Linked DNA regions of Zea mays: regions 1 and 3 are each linked to region 2. Evidence: chromatin contacts called from public Hi-C data. All regions are on one chromosome and are shown on one strand. The core of a region is the stretch at or near the end of the contact, and the rest is flanking DNA. Distances in the headings are between cores, read along the strand shown. Region 1 holds the start of LOC100281233 (BRASSINOSTEROID INSENSITIVE 1-associated receptor kinase 1). Region 2 holds the start of LOC100304257. Region 3 holds the start of LOC100276248.

The links. Hi-C and Micro-C count contacts between places; a contact is called where the count stands out from the background.
Region 1: a contact with region 2 is called in a Hi-C map of ear, with 4 times the contacts expected there. The contact joins the promoter of LOC100281233 here to the promoter of LOC100304257 in region 2. A contact is called at or near these places in 4 of 25 Hi-C or Micro-C datasets (bundle sheath, ear, leaf and 1 more).
Region 3: a Hi-C map of endosperm shows a contact between it and region 2, with 2.5 times the contacts expected there. The contact joins the promoter of LOC100276248 here to the promoter of LOC100304257 in region 2. A contact is called at or near these places in 4 of 25 Hi-C or Micro-C datasets (ear, endosperm, leaf and 1 more).

What each region holds. Positions count from the first base shown.
Region 1 is chr4:23,610,107-23,613,893 of Zm-B73-REFERENCE-NAM-5.0, reverse strand. LOC100281233 (BRASSINOSTEROID INSENSITIVE 1-associated receptor kinase 1) reads left to right here and starts at 1,999. Exons shown (of 7, transcript NM_001154152.3): 1 at 1,999-2,197; 2 at 2,323-2,455; 3 at 2,789-2,860; 4 at 2,946-3,089; 5 at 3,200-3,280; 6 at 3,403-3,455; 7 at 3,562-3,787. The coding sequence starts at 2,113. The coding sequence ends at 3,599.
Region 2 is chr4:23,367,724-23,371,382 of Zm-B73-REFERENCE-NAM-5.0, reverse strand. It overlaps LOC100304257, which reads left to right and starts at 2,183. Exons shown (of 8, transcript NM_001165700.1): 1 at 2,183-2,610. The coding sequence starts at 2,241. LOC100192602 (mtN3-like protein) reads left to right here. Exons shown (of 6, transcript NM_001137817.1): 6 at 1-580. The coding sequence ends at 295.
Region 3 is chr4:23,524,836-23,528,242 of Zm-B73-REFERENCE-NAM-5.0, reverse strand. It overlaps LOC100276248, which reads left to right and starts at 2,108. Exons shown (of 4, transcript NM_001374098.1): 1 at 2,108-2,232; 2 at 2,340-2,531; 3 at 2,618-2,905. The coding sequence starts at 2,227.

The sequences.
Region 1 (3,787 bases), core at 750-3,249, 240 kb before region 2:
TTAGAACTTGATCTGTAGTAGATAATCTGGGTGTTTTATGAATGGTGAGATTCGAACTTATAACCTCTCTTGCGCATAACCTTATCTACCACTACAGTACTACATCAATTGTGTTTATAACAAAGCGAGAGTAATTTAATTATTTGAGGCAACAAATAAATTCAATTGAAAATGTTGTCAACTATAAAGTTGCATAATTTTTCAAGATCTAAAACTTCTATTTCGATAGTTTCTACCTCTGAGGCTGTTTAAAAAAAATTAAATTTCAAATTTGAAAACTTCAAACAAATCTTACTATGATAAGATGATTTTAAATAAAAAATCAATTATAAAGTTTCATTACATTTCAAAACCTATAACTTTTATTTTGTTGCTTTTCCATCCGAGGTAGTTTGAAAAATTAAAATTTTAAAATTCAGACATAGTTTTGCATGACAAGTTGATTTCAAACCAAAATATTATCAATTGCAAAGTTTTATAACTTTTCAAGACCTACGACTTTCATGTTAGTGGTTTTCTCATTCGAGGTTGTTTTCAAAATTCAAATTTTACATTTTTTAAATTTAGACATAGTTTTCGTTGACAAGATGACTTCAAATGAAAAGTTGTCAACTATAAAATTATATAACTTCTCAAGATCTACAAAGTTTGTTTTGGTTGTTTAGTCATTTGTTCACCTTACATGATGGTTCTAACATTATTCACAAATCTTATACATCTCTATTGTAGTTTTCTAAACTACGAGATAGATATATGTTTTTTTACAAATTTACTTTTATTTTGTCATATAAAAAATGATCAAAATATAAATTATACATCTTGATAAGTTATACAAATTTATAGTTGAAAACTTTTTCATTTGAATTAATTTACTGATTTAAATGTGATTTTTAAATTATGTGTTGAAAAAATATACTCGACAAAAAAGCTCTTTGCCGAATGTTTAGTTTTATGCTTAGCACTCGGCAAAAAGTTTCTTTGTCGAGTGCTCGAAAGAAAATACTCGACAAATCATTTAGCACTCGAAAAGAACCAAATTCTGATAGTGATTAGTCTGTCTACGTTCACATTTATGATTCTAAAAAAAGTTTTCAATGGCAATTTAGCTATAGCTGTCACACTATCACAGAAAAAGCCGAAGACCATTACAAGGTGAGGTTTTACCGGGTCAGGACAAAACAAAATCTAGTCCGGGACTTCCTTTGTGCACATTCGCCACTCGAAAGAGTACAATATGTAAGCCGTTCCTGACTTTTCAGGGGCCCAGTGCGAAATCCGATATCGAGATCCATCCACACATATATATAATTATACATATATTATCAAATATTTGACATATTAAAATTATTATGCACTATTTTGAAGTTTACAAGATAACAAATGTAAAATATAGCAAAAAAACACATGTTATCTCATATTATTAAAAATATCTTTTAACATTTTGTGATACAAAGTCATCTCTTATATCATTGAGATCAATCTCATCTAACAACTTTTTTTGATATATAGAATCACCAAGCCATTTAACATCTCTTGAGTTATTGTTGATCAAAAATAGTTCACAAAAATATTTCAATTTTAAAAAGCTTCTCTCTGCCAAAGCAACCATCATATGTATAGTTTATAATACTCTCCCTATATCAAAATAGAATTTGTTTTGCTTCTTTAGTGGATTTATCATCATCAATATAAACATAAAAATCAAGAACTAAAACAAATACTATTTTGAAACGGATGGAGTATTCGATAAGTAATTGAGACAGTTTAAGAATATAAACGAGACTAGTCGATAACTCGATAACGCATCGCTCTTTACGTATTTATGTCTATAATAGATAAGTTTAATAGGAAAAAATACTACCGTACAGTGGCTACGGGGCCCTCTATTTTGGGGGGCCCGGTGCGGCGGCACCCTTGGCACCCCCACAGGGACGGCCCTATGTATCCGGTCCATGATGGAGTAGGCAAGTTTGACCGGACTAGCTAGAGCTGGGAAGATTCAAAACCAATCCCTTTATTTATTCTTACAAGTTACAGCTGTCTATATGCAATGCAAAGCGTCCCCTCAACATTTCAGTGTGTGCCAAGAAGTTCTCAGGCTCAAACTGAGCAATGGCAGCTCAGTTTGCAGCGGCAACAGCAGTCTTCCTGAGCTGCCTTCTTGCTCTTGCAGCACTTGCAAGCTGCAACACTGAAGGTAAACTGCATGTATATGATGTCGCAAGCATCGTTTCCATGTTGAGTCTTTTCCCGGAACACTGTGTATATATCATACAGTCTTTTTCTTTCTGAAACATGCATGTTTGTTGTTGTGGCTCCAAGGTGACATCCTGTACAAGCAAAGGGCGACATGGAAGGACCCAAACGATGTGCTCGTGAGCTGGGATCCGACTCTTGCCAATCCCTGCACCTGGGTCCATATCACTTGCAACAACGACAACAGTGTTATTCGTGTGTATGTTCCTCTCTCCTTTAATTTTATAGATAATGGAACAGAGAGTCCCAGACTCTACCATCCCAAGATAGTACCCAGCTTGTTCATTGATAAAAGGTGCATTGAAGCTCAACTCCGATGTACTCCGTCCGTTCTAAAATAGTAGTCGTTTCAGCTTTTAGTTCTTACGTCTATATTCAAATTAATAATGATGAATATAGACACATATACAAAACATATGCATCAAGAATTGTATAAACTCAGTAATTCTTTAAAACGACTACTATTTTGGGACGGAGGGAGTACGAGCGAACACAACAACTAAACTAGCTGTTTATTGCCTTTTTTTTGCAGAGATTTGGGGAACGCAGGCCTATCAGGCACTCTGATTCCAGATTTGGGAGGACTGCAGAACCTCCAGTACCTGTAAGAATTGCAGACTGCACTAAAAAACCCTAGCTTATTTCTCTGTCTGTTTTATGAACTGTTAAAATGTGGCGATCTACTTCAGGATGTTGTATGGGAACAATCTGACAGGGCCCATACCTGAATCTCTGGGCAATTTGACGAGCCTTGAGAGGCTGGAGCTTCAGAGGAATGCGCTGAGCGGTGCAATCCCATCCTCTCTCGGGAACATCAAAACATTGCAGTTCATGTATGTCATAGTCCTTAAATTTGGATTCAGAGATGAATTTTTGAAATGGTCAAGGAGTTCATAGTCGGTGTGTGTGGCTTCTGACATTTGACTCGTGTGTCCACGCACAGGAAGTTGAACGCGAATATGCTGACCGGCACGGTTCCATTGGAAGTCCTCTCTCTTGTCATTGCTGGGAATCTGACCGAGCTGTGAGTAATGCGTTAGTTTCAATACATCGTTGTCGCCTCTACATGGATACATAATCATATTTTACAAGATGACGTTCTCTATTCGCAACTGACAAAAGGGAAAAAAAAATGTATTCATTCAGAAATATTGCAAACAACGACTTGGCCGGCACAGTCAGATCATCTGGTTTGAGAGGTATGTAACCTGCAGCTTTAATTGGTTTACTTTTTATTTTCTTCTGTATACGCATATATAATATAAAAGTGAGGCTTACAAGAATTACATACTGGCATTATCACAGTGACTGCAATCATCCAGGACAAGCTGAAGACTACATGATGAGTCCCTGGGTGTGGACATTGGCTTTCTTCATGACAATGTTTGACAAAAAAAATAGTAAATAAATAAATCCAGTGACATGGATTGATCTAGACATCTTGTAGTATGATGATATGGCTGCTGGATAAATTCTATTCTTCTCCGATTTTTCCCTCGAGCAGCATTAGCTAATGAGAATATATGGGGCG
Region 2 (3,659 bases), core at 934-3,433:
AAACGTCATCGGCTTCAGCTTCGGCGTGGTCCAGATGGGTCTCTACGCGCTCTACCGCAACGCGACGCCCAGGGTGCCTGCCAAGGACGTGGCCGACGACGCCAGCAAGGACAAGGCGCCCGGCGAACATGTGGTGGTCACCATTGCCAAGCTGACCGCGGCGACGACGGCACCTGCAGCTGCCGTGGCGGAGGATCTTGTCAAGGTCCACGACGGCCACCCGGAGGAAGCAGCCAAGGGCGCCGCCAAGCCGGCGGAGAACGGCGCGGGACGCAGCGACGCCGAGCAAGTCTAGATTCCTCGCTCGATCAGATCAGAATTCATGAAGAAGAACATGCGTATGTATGTGTATCCGGTAGGTCGTAACATAACATAAATTAAGTGCGCATGCAGTTTGGCAACTCATGTTGTTTCATTTCGTTCTCGCGCAATATGCGCATGTATTAATTTTAGATTGTCATTGTTGTAGTTCTTGCCTCCGATTATTATTAGTGTGTCCGTCACCTTCCATGTAATAACAAAAAAAATATATATAAATGGTCCTATTAAAGCAAAAGCTAAAGTTCGTTTTTATGCCAAAGTGCTTCGTCTGTCATTTGGAGCCGAGTCTCATTAATTATGTTATGTTGTATATCTAGTATATCACACGCGTAAGTTTCATTTTTTTTACCGTGTGCCTGATCATAAGACATCTGACACCTTTTTGAAACTTTTAAAAGATCTATGATTTGAAACCCTATGTGTGGACCTCCGTACACTTTCACAGTTTAGGGATGATAATGATTAGACCGGTCTAAGTGCAAGTTTTATTTCTATTTAATGAGTTGTCTCAAGAACCTTTTTGATGAAGTGAAAACGTTTTTTTAAAAAAGAGAACAAGTGAGTGTCATGGAGATCAAACTGTCTTAGCTAGCACAATTATTATCGACTATATATGGGTCATGGAATTATATATCTACAAATTCTAAAATGAAACTTTTCATTAAAAAAGAGTGTTTCGTTTATTTTTTCATTTTGTTATAGATAGCATGGCAGTTTTAAAAGATCATGCTAGAAAACTCTCTACTAGACAGCCTTATTAGGAGCAACGTCCCTTTTCGCCTTTTGTGCATTTCTTTCGGGCCAAAACTCCAAACTGCCGTGGGCTTTCCCAGGTTAGACAATGGGCCTGTTTGGTTCAGCTTTTTTCTGACCAGCTTTTCTGAAAATCTGGCTGTGAGGAGAATCTGGCTGTGGGGAGAATCTGAGTATCATTACGATTACGTGTGGAAGAAGATGAAGTTGTTCATAGGACTCAGGATCTACAAAGTGATGGATTCCTACTATTACAACGACTTAACCGATTATGTGTTTATATTGATTTTGGATGGTTTTTGTCCCAACGAATTTTATAGAAGCTGGCTGAAAAGCTGAGCGTTTGGCAGTCCGCAGCAGTTTTTAGTGGCCAGAAGCTGCTAGAATCCGAAACAAACAGGGCCATTATATGTCGCTCATCCACTCCAACCCTTAACTCCTTATACATTCAAACAAGTCTTTAGGACTAGTTTAGAAAATCAAATCATAATAAAATCCTTGTTATAGCATCCCCAAAAGCTTACCATAAGTCTCTTCTAAATAAAGTTTTTTGGAAAAAATACAAAAACGTATATCCAACAGTTCCCCTAAAACGTTCCAAACTTTTTTCATAGCTCTTAAAACTTCCTCATTTGTAGCTACAAATGAGAGGTTTTTTGGGCTCCCCAGAAACAATATGCCACTTTAAGGGATCTGTTGGAGAGAGAATTAAAATCTACCCTCACTAATTTTTTAGATGCCGGTTAAAACGGATTTTGAAGAGTCATTTTCTAGAGAGCTTTTTGTGATACTCTTATTACTCAGGGTAGCAATCCCAAAAATGCAGGGCTAGTTTAGAAACTTAAATCATTTCTAGGATTCCCGGATCAAAGAAAAAAATATATTTATATATTTACATTTTAAATGATATATTAAATAAAACTAAAATATGTATGTAACTATTTAAATTTAATGGTTATGACAGATACATACGCATAGCAATTTATTCCTCTCCTCTATATATTTTCAAAAACATAAAAAAGAAAAAAAATCAACACCGGACCAATGCGCGCTCGCTCCAGCACAGTATTGCGGCAGTATTGCAGTCCAGAACAGGGCACCGCCGCACCGGTGCTCGTTCCAGCCCAGGAGGCCAGTACCGCAGTCCCGCGCAGCCGGCCATTCCCATGCCGCCGGCACCCATGAGATGGCGGCGCGGGGGCCGCTCGTCATCGCGTCTCCTTCAGCGAGCCCTCCTCTTGGCCGCCTTCTCCGCTGCGGCCCTCATCCTCCTCGTACTCCAGCACCACCACGGTCCTAAACGCCCAAACCCTTCCGCCGCGTCCCACGCCCGCGACTCCTCAGACGAGCTCCTCGACGACTCGCCTCCCGCGGAGCGGGATCCGGATGCCAGTGACCCTGCGGTAGTTGTTGACAGGGCCACGTGCGCAACGGTGGAGATGATGGGGGAGGAGGCCGCTGGTGCTGGGCGGGGCTCTCCGGAGCAGGCCAGCCTGCGGGTCCGCGAGATGATCCGGCGCCACTTCGAGCTCCACGGTGCGTTCCGGTCACGAAGAGGATGTCTCCTCGATTTTGATCTCTGTTTTTATTCCCCTGTAAATGCTCCATGGTTTGTTAGCCATGCTATGTATATGTGAATTAGAATATTTTTTTGGACCAATATGTGGATTAGAATATGATCCATAAACCGGCTAGTTTGATGGCATACGCTATCAACACAGGGCTTATTTTGTTATAAGGGCTAATGACTATAGCTAACTATACATTAGCCCAAATTAGCTCTAGTGCATCCAAACATGAGGGCTAAATGGCTAATAGGCGAGCTAATTTGTTAGACAAGTGTTCAACTAATTGTTAGCCATCTAGATAGCTAACCTGGTCTATTTTGAGCTATTTTTTAGCCTAACTAGTAACTGGCTCTAGCTCATCCAAACACTCCATTTAGGAATGAATTGGGGACTAGCCTGAAAAGCGCCTGATAGGTTGGCAATTCACATTAGTTGATTGCCCCTTATGAACTTCTCAAGTTTTTATGTTGCTGGCGGTGGCAGAAATTGACATTGCTCGAAGTATGTTCTCATAACTACTTGCTGCCATCATTCGCCCCACTACATGTGGTTGTTTCTAGCAAATCACATTAGGATTGTGTATTTGTGTATTACAGAACCTTGAACCAAACTGAATTTTGGTACATATCCACTGTCATTCTTCTACATTATGCACCAGTATATCCATTTGTAACTGCAGTGTCTACATAGGTTCTTTATTACTCATTGGGCTTCCTGTCACAATATAGTGTTGCTGTGAACATCAACAACTAATAAACAGAACAATCAGTATATGATTTTTTTTATACAAAATTGAAAGTTGGCCGCCTATCTTCTACCACTGTTTATTGAATTGTTTGAAGCATTGGTTTACTTGATTCAACAAAATTTCTATTCACATGATACAAACTTGTTCAGGAGAGAGACACAAATTAAAAGCTATCATGTTTGTGGCCCATCACATGCTTACGAAGTGTAAATTAACATGTGCATCACATAGTTCAGTCATAAGTCAACTGTGATGTATCCAATAGATTT
Region 3 (3,407 bases), core at 859-3,358, 160 kb before region 2:
ATAAAAAAGTTGTCAACTATAAAGTTTCATAACTTTTAGATATCTATATCCTTTTATTTTGGTTTTTCATCATACGAGGTCGTTTGAAAAACTCGAAAAATTAAGAATAAAAATGATTTTAGTGGTGGTTTCTTAAGAAAACCACCGCTAGAAACCGATTCCTACAGGCGGTTAGAACCGACACTAGAAATCATGGATTTTTATAGGCGGTTTTCTTAAGGAACCTCCTGTAGAATTACGATTTGTAGTTATGGTTTTATTCAGGAACCGACACTAAAGATAAGCAAAGACGGTTGATAATCGAAACCGACTGTAAAAATATATGGCTTTTGAGCTTTTTTTTTACTAGTGTCTGGGCCGTCACTGAGCGCGGGCCAGAGCTCAGTCATCAGCTCATAGCTAGTAGTTGTTTTTATGCCACGTACTTCCTGCATTTGGTTCATATATGCATGGAGGGAATGCACAGCATAAAACTTAACGACCGTTTGCTGCCATTACGTACTACGCAAACCTGACTGACCAAGCCACCCACAGCAAACAAAACAAAAGAGGAAACAGCCGAGGCAGCCACTGCCGTTCACCGGACCCTGGCCTCATGTTCTGGAGACGGTCGCATGCAGAGCAGAGCAGAGCAGAGGTGTGGTCACCCCGCGGTCGCGGTCGCGGCCACGGCCACGCCCACGCCCTTTCGGGCTTTCGTCTCCAACAAGACCTCACGCTGCACACGCTGCAGTGGCGCAGGGGAGCAGAGAGCCTGTGGACTGTGGTAGACCGACCATACCTACGCAAGGCCTGGCCACGCGCTGCGGTCATCAGCACGCACTGCTGCGTACGCGCGGCACTGTTCTACGTAATGGTCGCACCGCCAGCGCGCGCTCAGTCAGCAGCGCAGGACGCACAGCTGCCGCCTGCTTGAATCCTGCTCTTCGGACTCGACTCGACTCGACTGGCTATACTCTACTCTACTCTCTAGGAGTATAGTGTCTACCGCGCGGCTGCTGCCTTGCCTTCCATGGCAAGGCATGGCACGCACGCACGCACGCTGCGCCCATCTCCTCGCATTAGGCTGTCTCCAACAACGCTCTGCATATGCGTCTGTACGCTAAATTTAGAGTATGGTGGCGTGTGCTATCCCTCCAACAACGTTCGCTAAAGAAGACCGTAAAATTTACGGTTCGCTGAGAAGCCTCTAAATGTGGCAGATGAAGAAGCGTCCGCTATACGGTGGCAGTTGCATCCTCGCGCCCAAAGCCGGAATCTTCTCTCTCCTCTGTTCCCCTGACGACCTTCTTCCCCGCGCTGCCGGTTCGTTCGCGTCTTGCACTGTACGTGTTCGATGTGAAGCAGGGCAGCAGGAGGTCGGAATCGGGCGGATCCGGCGGCGGACCACCCTACCTCCATGGCGGACGGTTAGATTCACCACGCAGACAGTTGCTGCAGCCGCCAACACTACAAGCCTGCAACTGCTATCATTGCCAGCCCCAAACCTTGACAGTCGAGGTGGTGAAAGCGAACAAGGATGCTCTTCTTGGAGAACAGGGTTGCAGAGGAGAGGAACAGCGATGAGAGCAGGAAGGCGGAGACAACGACATGGCAAAAAAAGGTTGATATTTGGTGGGGATTTTGAGGGGTGAGATTAAGCTATTTCCATATCTGGTATATTATTTTTTAAATAGGATCGATGGGTATTTTCTATATTAAATGAAAATGTATTGTAAAAACTATTTTAAATTTCTGGTACGACGAACCGCTCGTGGATAAATATACGAAAAACAATGATTAAATATGGTAGTTTATATATTCTGTTAATACTGTAGATATAAAGAATCAAATTTAGAGAACGTTGCTGGAGACAAAAAAGATATAGATGACGAAATATTTTAGAGTGTGCTGTAAAGGACATAGAATATTTCTTTAGGGATGAAATTTAGGGAACGTTGCTGGAGACAGTCTCATCCTGCTGTAACCACCTAACCTAACCCAATCTCCGGCAGGAATGGGCGGACATCCCACTCCACTCTTTGACTACCTACTAGCTCTCCCCCAAGTCTCGCTCTATAAATACGTACACCAGTTCATCGCCCTAGCTAGCTCCACCAGTTCACCTTCCCCTTCCCCTGCCCCTGCGTGCGTGACCGGCGACCTAGCTCGCAGTCGCACTACACTACTCCTCGACCACCACTCCGATCCTTCCTGCCTCGACGACGGTCGCGCGCGCGGCAGCCCATGAAGGTACGTACTAGCGCTAGCCGTAGCGTATACTGAGACCGCTAGCTAGCTGCTCTGCTCGGTTCCATCTCTTTGATTCGTGTTGTGTGCACATGATGAGCCCCGTGCAGAAGAAGCAGGCGCGGGCGAGGCGGCAGCGCGTCCCGGCGTTCGGGGAGTGGAACCATGCCTACGGCTACGGCGGCGGCGGCGGCGACCAACGGCCCGTCGTCACCCACTACGACCTGGACTCCGCCATGCAGATGCAGGCCAGGCGACTCGTCGTGGCGATACCGGCGGTGCCGCCCAAGCCTGCCAGCAAGGTACGGTACGGTGGCGACGACGATCGACTGCATTTTTTGGTTCGATGCGTTGCTCATGTGTCATGTGCTGCTGACTGCTGTATTAGGTGGTGAAGTGGAGGCAAAGTGCCACAGCCACGCTTGAGCTGGAGGACGAAGATGGCGAGCACGAGCACGAGGACGAGAAGAAGAAGCAGCTGCAGCAGCAGCATTTGGGTTTGGACGTGGTGGTGGGACTGGGACTGGGCGGCGCTGGCGCTGGCGCTGCCAGGAAGCAGGGGAAGCAGCAGAGCCCGGTGGTGGGCTACCAGGCGCGACGGAGGAGGGCGGCGGTCAAGACCGTGGACCAGGACCTCTACCACATCCCGCCCGACATGCTCTGCCACGAGCCCAGGGTTAGTGTTTCAAATTCAGCTGGTTACTAATGGCACAAGCTGACACCTGACAGTGGAATCGTTAAACGTAATAAGTACGTAGTAGGGTTTAGGGTTCTAGCCAAGCACACGCGCGCTCCCTCCGTCCTGAAATAATTAATCATGTTTGGGTTATGACTTGTTTATAGGTTTTAGGGTTTGTAGTGACTAATCTTTTTACTCCCTTCGTTTTATTCTATTTTAGTTCATAAATTGCTAAATACGAAAACTAGAATATAGTTTTAGTTTCCATATCTAGCAATTCAGGGGGTGTTTGGTTTGCCCCTGCTAAAATTTAGCCTCTATCACATCGAATGTTTGAACCTCCGTTCGGGGTATTAAATGTAGTCGGATTATAAAACTAATTTCTCAGCCGAAGATTAAAAAGTGAGACGAATCTAGTACAGTTGGTTGGGCCTATATTTCATACTCCTATTTGAAAGTCAAACGCTTGATGTGACCCGGACTAAACTTTAGTCCACAG